Regions from separate parts of the Sus scrofa genome. Here region 2 is linked to region 1. Evidence: chromatin contacts called from public HiChIP or PLAC-seq data. All regions are on one chromosome and are shown on one strand. Each heading gives the region's core, a stretch centred on a gene start, on an enhancer-like site or on the middle of the called end of the contact. The rest is flanking DNA. Distances are from core to core; before and after follow the strand shown. Region 1 holds the start of LOC102167410 (5-formyltetrahydrofolate cyclo-ligase). Region 2 has its middle 19 kb from the start of BCL2A1.

Evidence for each region. HiChIP or PLAC-seq counts read pairs in DNA pulled down with a chosen protein or histone mark.
Region 2: a contact with region 1 is called in an H3K27ac HiChIP or PLAC-seq map of alveolar macrophages. The contact joins the enhancer-like site here to the promoter of LOC102167410 in region 1. A contact is called at or near these places in 1 of 5 promoter capture datasets (liver), 7 of 47 Hi-C or Micro-C datasets (alveolar macrophages, blood, liver and 1 more) and 1 of 2 datasets of contacts at active chromatin or transcription factors (alveolar macrophages).

The regions. Positions count from the first base shown.
Region 1 is chr7:48,871,562-48,875,476 of Sscrofa11.1, reverse strand. It overlaps LOC102167410 (5-formyltetrahydrofolate cyclo-ligase), which reads left to right and starts at 2,027. Exons shown (of 6, transcript XR_002345772.1): 1 at 2,027-2,189.
Region 2 is chr7:48,914,406-48,918,320 of Sscrofa11.1, reverse strand. No RefSeq gene overlaps it. Among named protein-coding and RNA genes, the nearest start is that of BCL2A1, 19 kb to the right of the region's middle. Within about 2 kb of position 2,295, at least 13 of the 83 cell types and tissues checked have an H3K27ac peak or open chromatin away from gene starts, as enhancers often do. A contact at or near this core is called in alveolar macrophages, where this site is marked.

The sequences.
Region 1 (3,915 bases), core at 778-3,277:
TGCGGGAGCGGCCCAAGAAATAGCAACAACAACAACAACAAAAAAGACAAAAGACAAAAAAAATAAAAAAAATAAATAAATAAATTGCTGACTCATAAGAATTCTTTATATATTTTAGATACAATTTCCTTTTCTGATATATGACATGTGTGTTCTCTCCCATTCTGTAGGCTGTTTTTTGTCTTGATGGTGTCCTTTGTTGCACAGTTTTTTTTTTTTTTGTCTTTTTGCCTTTTCTATGACCGCTCTCACGGCATATGGAGGTTCCTAGGCTAGGGGTCTAATTGGAGCTGTAGCCAACGGCCTGCACCAGAGCCAGGGCAACGTGGGATCCAAGCCGTGTCTGTGACCTACACCACAGCTCCAGCAACGCTGGATCCTTAACTCACTGAGGGAGGCCAGGGATCGAACCGGCAACCTCGTGGTTCCTAGTCAGATTCGTTAACCACTGAGCCACGATGGGAACTCCCAAATGTTCTTAATTTTGATGAAGTCCAATTTACTTTTCTTTCATTGCTCATATTTTTGGGGTTACATATACACCACAACAGTAGCAACAGACAATATCTACCTACAGAAAGATTATAAAGAATTGGCTCTTGTGATTATGTTTGGAGGCTAGGAAGTCCACTGTATGCCTATTTCTGTCCTTTCTATTCTATTGCACTGGTCCACTGTATATTCAAGTGGCAGTATCACACTGTTTTAATTATAGAGGCTTTATAATATGTTTCAGTGCCTGGAAAGGCTAGTTCCCCACTGTGGTCTTTCATTTTCAGTGTTTTCCTAGCTATTCTTCCATGCCTCTTTTCCCATACAGATTTTAGTAAAGTTGATTTATTGACATAAAACTTATAAACTTTCACATAAACTTTCTATATTTCCTCTAAACGTCCAACAACTTCAAAGTCTATTTTCTTTATCCACCAAATAATTAGCTTTCTCACCTTTTCCTCAGATTACCGAGTGTGAACATTGTCAGGGGTAAAACTGACATAAAAGAGCCTTCCTCCACACCTAGTTCTTCCCTTAAGTTACCACCTTCTCTTCTCCCAATTCAGATCACAGACCCTGCAAGGAAAAAAGTCTCGGGTCTCCGCTCCTAATCATGTTTCTTTTTTCCTTGTGTCTTTTTAGGGCCACACCCAGGGCATATGGAGGTTCCCACCATAGGGTCAAATTGAACTGCAGCTGCCAGCCTACACCACAACGCAACGCCAGATCCAAGCTGTGTCTGTGACCTACACCACAGCTCTTGGCAACATCAGATCTGTCAGATCTGTAACCCACTGATTGAGGTCAGGGGATTGAATCTGCATCTTCATGGATACTAATCAGATTCATTTCCACTAAGCCACAACGAGAATTCCATAATCATCTGTTTCTGAAGGAATAGAACTTTTATAGTAGGAGCAAGTTCCAGTTATTCCACAGTGAAAATCTTGTTGGACTTTAACCCTGTAATGGACTTACTTTCAGTCCTAAATAATCCCTAAATAATCTAGACGTGAACAGAAGACAGAAGCTGCGAGTAAAGGGAAGGTCACTTGCTTCATCAGTGATCTGTCCCACCCATCAGCAGTAAACCAACTCCCTCCCAGCTACAGGAAAAGAAAAAGAGGAAGGTGTTATTACAGAAAAATAAATGAATAAATAAAGGTAATTTTCCCTGTAACTAGTAGGACTGTCTATCGCCCACATTCTCTTTGTGGCTTGCCTAAGCCTTTTCAGGCCCCAGACAGTCCCAGTACTACATGACACATGGCACGTAGGGAATCAAGAGTGGCGTTTATAGTACTCCTTCCAATAGTACTGCAGGCCCAAGGAGGTCTGGCATGCAGAGCAGTTCAGGATGCAGACAGAGCGAGCAACCGGGAAGTCGGTGACCGCGACCTGCTGGGGGAGGGGCGTGCGTAGATCGCAAAGGCTGCACGAAAGTCGGGTCCCAAGTGCGGGAGGCGTGGTGCTCCTCGCGACCCGGAAGCGAGCGGCCCGCCCGTCGGAGCCCGGACCCTCCCCCGCGCCAGCAGATCCAGCGGCGTGCGGACAAGGGGCCAGATCGCGCCCGCGAGATGGCGGCGGCGGCCGTGAGCGGCGCTAAGCGGAGCCTGCGGGCCGAGCTGAAGCAGCGTCTGCGGGCGGTGAGCGCCGAGGAGCGGCTGCGCCAGTCCCGCCTCTTAACCCAGAAGGTGGGAGATCGCGAGGACGGCGCCCACAGCGCCAGGACCAGGCAACATCAGGCCTCTGTCTCTGCGCAGGCGCAAGCCTCTGTCGCGCGCACGTCCGCCAGGCGCGCGCACGTCCCGCAAACGCGTGCAAAGTCCTTTGAGTGTGCGCATGTCCGGTTGTGGGCGTCTGGTTGCTCTTGGGCACCGGCTCGTGGGGTTGACCGCGGCGTGGGGAGTTATGGGGCTTTGGAGGGAGAGGATGGAAATGGGTGACAGACTGCTGAGGTACGAGCAGCGTGAGAACTGAAAGATCTGGAGGGGAAGACAGGTGAACCCCTGAGCGCCAAGGTGCCTTCAGTGAGTCTCAATTACAAAGAAGAGTCCAGTAGTATCAGTAAAATATCCAGAGAAAGATGCAGTTATTTCAGACGATGGAGCGCAAGAAAGGATGCAGAGGTGTAACAGGACTGAAGCCCAGTGCTGCCGGCACTTCATTGAGCGTGTGGAGGGCTGGGCCCTTTCTCAGTAACCCTAGGGCCTAACCTTCTTGCCCGCAGTAGGTGAAATTACATGCTTTTTTCGAATTAGTGGAAGAAAGAACCGAGTCTCATACTTAGGCTCCCTGGGAAGATAGGAAGCAGAAGAGGGAAATTAGGAGAATGAATCGGGTTCCTTGTCGGTTGTCATACTCGGTTTCATTACTTTTGCCGACCAACTTGAATTATATTTTCAGTCTGTTTATGTAGTGCCAATTTTCTTATCAGTAAAATGGCAATCAGATCCTGTCTTGAGAGTATGTTCTAGAAAATGTCTGGGAGACTGATTTTTGTTGGACATCCGAGGGGAAAAAACTGATGTCCTGTGAATAAGTAAATATTAGTAATTCTGGGATAAACTAATGATCTGTCTTCCTGTCTTCCCCAACATCCTGTCTCTCATATAGATCCCAATATTGTATTCGGAAATTAGCAGGAGAGCCCTTTTCCTTGATGTTCCCTTAAATTAGATATGGCATAAGAATTTTTCTTTTTTTGATCTTTTGTGTTTTTAGAGCCGCACCTGTGGCCTATGGAATTTCCCAGGCTAGGGGTCAAATCTGAGCTGTAGCTGTCTGCCTACACCACAGCCGCAGCAGTGCTGGATCTGAGCCGCATCTTCAACCTACAAGGGTAAAGCCAGATCTTTAACCTGCTGAGCAAGGCCAGGGATCGAACCCTCGTCCTCATGGATACTAGTCGGGTTCATTAACCACTGAGCCACGTTGGGAACTCCTGTCCTAAGAATTTTTTAATTGCTCTTCACTATTCTATCATTCATTAGTTTCTCAAATTCAAGGATCCTATGGGTTAAAGCCATAAAAGCAAATACAAGCATTTCACTTCACTCTTCGTATGCATAGGTGTGCAGGAGGTGATCTATGCAGATGTTAGTATATTTATTCAAATGGAATTTTTAAAGCTATTATGAAGAAAGTATTGCTTGCTTTAGTGGATATAGAGAAATATAGGAGCTTAGCCTTACTCTCCAGGTGCTTAAAATTTAGCTAATTAGTTCACATATATTGAAGGCCTACATTAGTCTATATTTTGCTTTGTACTGGGTTGGGGTAAAAAAAAGATAGGATTGGAGTTCCCATCGTGGCGCAGTGGTTAACGAACCCGACTAGGAACCATGAGGTTGCGGATTTGGTCCCTGCCCTTGCTCAGTGGGTTAACGATCCGGCGTTGCCATGAGCTGTGGTGTAGGT
Region 2 (3,915 bases), core at 1,046-3,545, 43 kb before region 1:
TTCATGGACATATGTGAATTGAAGAAAACCTTCTAAGTAGGATGTTATCTATGCATTTTGGAGTCAGCGAGTCCTAGGTTTTATTCCTGCCTCTGCGGCTTCTGGCTGTGTAACCTGTTAATGTCTGGGTATCAGATCCCCCCTGTGGAATAGAGTTAATACTTTTACAGACTTTAAATGAGACGGGGGTTGCAAAGTTCCCAGCATCATTCCTGACACATTCTAGATAAGAAATATTCATCTTTCCCTTATAAACATATTTGTATCATCTCATGTGCCTCCTTAACCCTCATTACTTTCTATTTTGTTTGATAACAGCTTTGCTATCGTCTCGTTGCTACTTATTCTGATCTGGGAACTCTTGAGGGCAGGACTTCTCTGATTTCTCTTTATGTTCAGCACCAGCTCAGAGCTAGGTTCTCAGCGGGCATTTGGTAAACAGTCCATGAAATAATGTTGACTAGACACGGGATTCTTCCTCCATCCCCCCCAAACCAGATAAAAACCCTAAGTTATTCAGGTCTAAGTTCGTGGCTGTTTTTACATAGAACACACCATTGAGAGAATCTGGTAAAACCTGAACTGGTACTTTTGCTGCCAGTGACCCCAGAGGCTTGTCTGCCTGCATGCACCATCTGGAGAGTCTGGAAAACCTCCCTGCAGTCCTGTCATTGGAAAGGCGGCCCTCCTGGGCCGTGAAGAAGAGCACAGCCCCTCAAGGTCGACCCACAATCAGCGGTTATGGGCAGGAGCTGGCAGGCTTGGCCGGCAGGGAGGGCGCAGAGCCAGAGATGGCAGTTGGATCAGAGTTGCCCTCCTTCTGTTAGGGGTTCTGTCTGAGTCCCTGCAGTCCTGCCAGCCCTTCTATTCCTGCAGGAAGAGGTGCAGGCCTGTCCCGCAGAGGCTTTTCTTAGCCCCGGGGATGGGGTGGGGGCAGTAACTTCCACTGGGCTTGCCAGCCTAGCCAGGTTGGAAAAGGGGAGTGACTTCAAGTTCCCTCTGGTTGAGGGAAGAACTGAGCAGGTGACCCTGAACTATGAACAGTTCTCCTGCGAGCAGCCCCACAGCGAGGCTTCCTTAAAGCCCCTAAGTTGGCCAAAAACTTGAGTTTTCCCCTGTCTGTGACTCTTTGCTTTACATATGCGATAGTTCAAAACTTTTCAGAAATGGGAAGTGGGAACAGAAGGTTCTGGAAATCCCCCAAGCTTTTCTGATGTTGGAGCCACTGTGGAAGCTGTCTGGGGCAGGCACGGAGATGGGGATACGAAGGATGACAAAGGAAGGGAGTTTCCTTTGGAAGGTACCCTTTCTTCAGGCTGGTTACTTCTTGAGAAAGCCAGAAAACAAAGGTCATAGTGATGCTCAAATTCAATGGCGCCTCTATTAAAAAAAAAAAAAAAAAGATGTGCACCTTTTTTCAGTTTGAAAAATCTTAACATGCACAAGATTAAAGAGAATAGAGAACACACATGTCCCCCTCCCCCAGCTTCACAAATTTCCAACATTTTTTCCAGCTTGTTTCATCTCTCTCCCACCCCCCCACCTCCCTTTTTTTAGGAGTAGAAGCTGCTCAACTTATTTTAGGAGGCTAGTAAGCCCTTCTAATGATCTAAGATAAGGATCGAAGAGTTTAGGGAGCTTGGAGAGAATCTGGAAATGCCTTGGTCTGACTTTCTTAGCTTACAGGTGGAAAAACTGAGGCCCCAGTGTGGAAAATAGGCCCGGAAACCAGACCTGGGAACTCCCAGCATCAGGACTCTTAGCTCCAGGCGATGCAAAGCTACTGAATGTCACAGCAAAGTGTGTGGTGAAGGAGTAAAGGAGGGAACGTGTTAGGAGAAACCTGAACCAGAAAGACCCCAGAGTCACTAGAGCACATTGAAGCGGCTCAGAGGACGCAGAACTTTTGAGTTGGTGAAAGACCCTTATTTTGACTAGTGCATTTGATCCCCACAGCATCTATGCATGGCAGGTGTTATCATGATGAACCCGTAGGGAATTCTGGAAGGTGAAGGGATTTACCTTAGCGGCAGAGCTAGGACTAGCACCCGGGTCTCAGAATGTCTTTTCCAGCGCATGGCCTTACTCTCAGCTGGGCTGTGTTCCTGCTGGAAAGTGGGGTGCCATACAGCTGGGCCCCTGCTCTCTGGACCCTTGTGGCCTTGGACTCCCAAGCACTAATTACAGCTGTACCCTGAAAAAGAAAAACCACAGACACAGTGGCTTTGTGACGAGAGGAAATCTGGTCTGGTTTATAAGATCCGGTCACAGCTGACGCTGTTGTGACTTCCGACTCAGGCCAGGGTGCAGGGGTTTCCCCATGGAGCAGGAACCTCTTCCTGCCTCCTGGTGTGGTTCAAGGCAGCATAGGCAGAGTGAGGGGAAGAGTATTCCAGAAGCCTTGGGGCATGAAGGACGATAACGCTTGATCTTGGTCTGGACTGAGTCTTTTCCCTCCCTGTCCACTGGGCAGCGTCTTGAGGGGCAAGGAAGGGGCAGCACCGTGGCACTTTGGGTAAAGGGAGGACCCTTTCTGGGGATGAGGAAGCCAAGCTGGCCTTGTCCATATTGTGCTGAAAAATACTACATTCACTTGTGCTCGAAGCTGAACTTTCAAAGTCTTGCCAGCAAAGGAGGGGCTGCTGCTTCCCTACCCTGCTCTTAGCTGGGGGAGAGGGGGCAGTGGGGAGTGGGTGGAGGACCCCTTCATGAGGGTCAAAGTCCTATTTGAGGTCCTTTCAGGCTGCTCTTCTGGAGCAGGGAGGTGAGTAGTTCTCAAAACATACCTAATATTGCTATTATTTGATTGGGAGACATCTCTGATATTACAGATTCGGAGAGTGGCCAGGCTGGCTTTTTCCACTCTTGCCAGCTGGCTGCCGAACACAGAATATAGATTCTCCCTTCCTGTCTGCCTCAGGTCTAGATTGATATAACTGAAAAGTCCAGTAGTATAGCTGGTGCAGGTCTGGCTGGATCCAGGAGCTGGAATGCTGTCATCAAGACTCTGTCTCTCTGTAAAGCTCAAACAGCCTTTCTCCACTCATTCAAGTGTTCAGTCACCAAATATTGAAGGATTGCTCACTATGTTCCAGGTGCTGAAGTTACAGTGGTGAAAAGAGAGGCTTCTGCCCTCTGGATGCTTACGTCCTAGTGGGAAAGACAGACAATAGAAACATAAGCAAACAAATAAGTAAGAGCTATGAAGTAAATAAGGTGAGGAAGAGAACCATGCAAATACCTGGAGGAGAGGATTCCAAGTAGCGTGAAACCTCGAATACAGAGGCCCTGAGGGGCACGGTGGGTACCGTTGTGTACCAGGAAAAGCAAGATGACCAGTGTGGTCAGAGTGGGGTGAGCAATAGGAGGGAGGGCCGGAACTGGGTGGAAGGGGCCAGGGCCCAGACAGCCTGGCTCTTGTAGGTAGGGTAAAGTTTGAAATCTTTTTCCAGAGTTAAAGGAAGCCATAAGAGGGTTTCAAACAGGACATAATCATAAAATATAATACATAAGTATTTTAAATCATGACCCTACATAAAATGGGTAAAGTTCCAGCTTCTTAAAACAAACTATTTGGTAAATAAACTTTATTTTTTTAATAATGGTTTTTATTTTCTGATTATAGCTGGTTTGCAGTGTTCTGTCAATTTTCTGCTCTACAGCAAGGTGACCCAGTCACACATCCATGTATAGATTCTTTTTTCTCACCTTATCATGCTCCATCATCAGTGACTAGATAGAGTTCCCAGTGCTATACAGCAGGATCTTATTGTTATCCATTCCAAGGCAATAGTTTGCATCTACTAACCCCAAATTCCAAGTGGTAAATAGACATTAAAGTCTGCTGTGAAGTAATGAGGTTGATATCTTCCAATTTATATGGTTCAATTTGCCCAAAGTTAACCCAGTACTTAA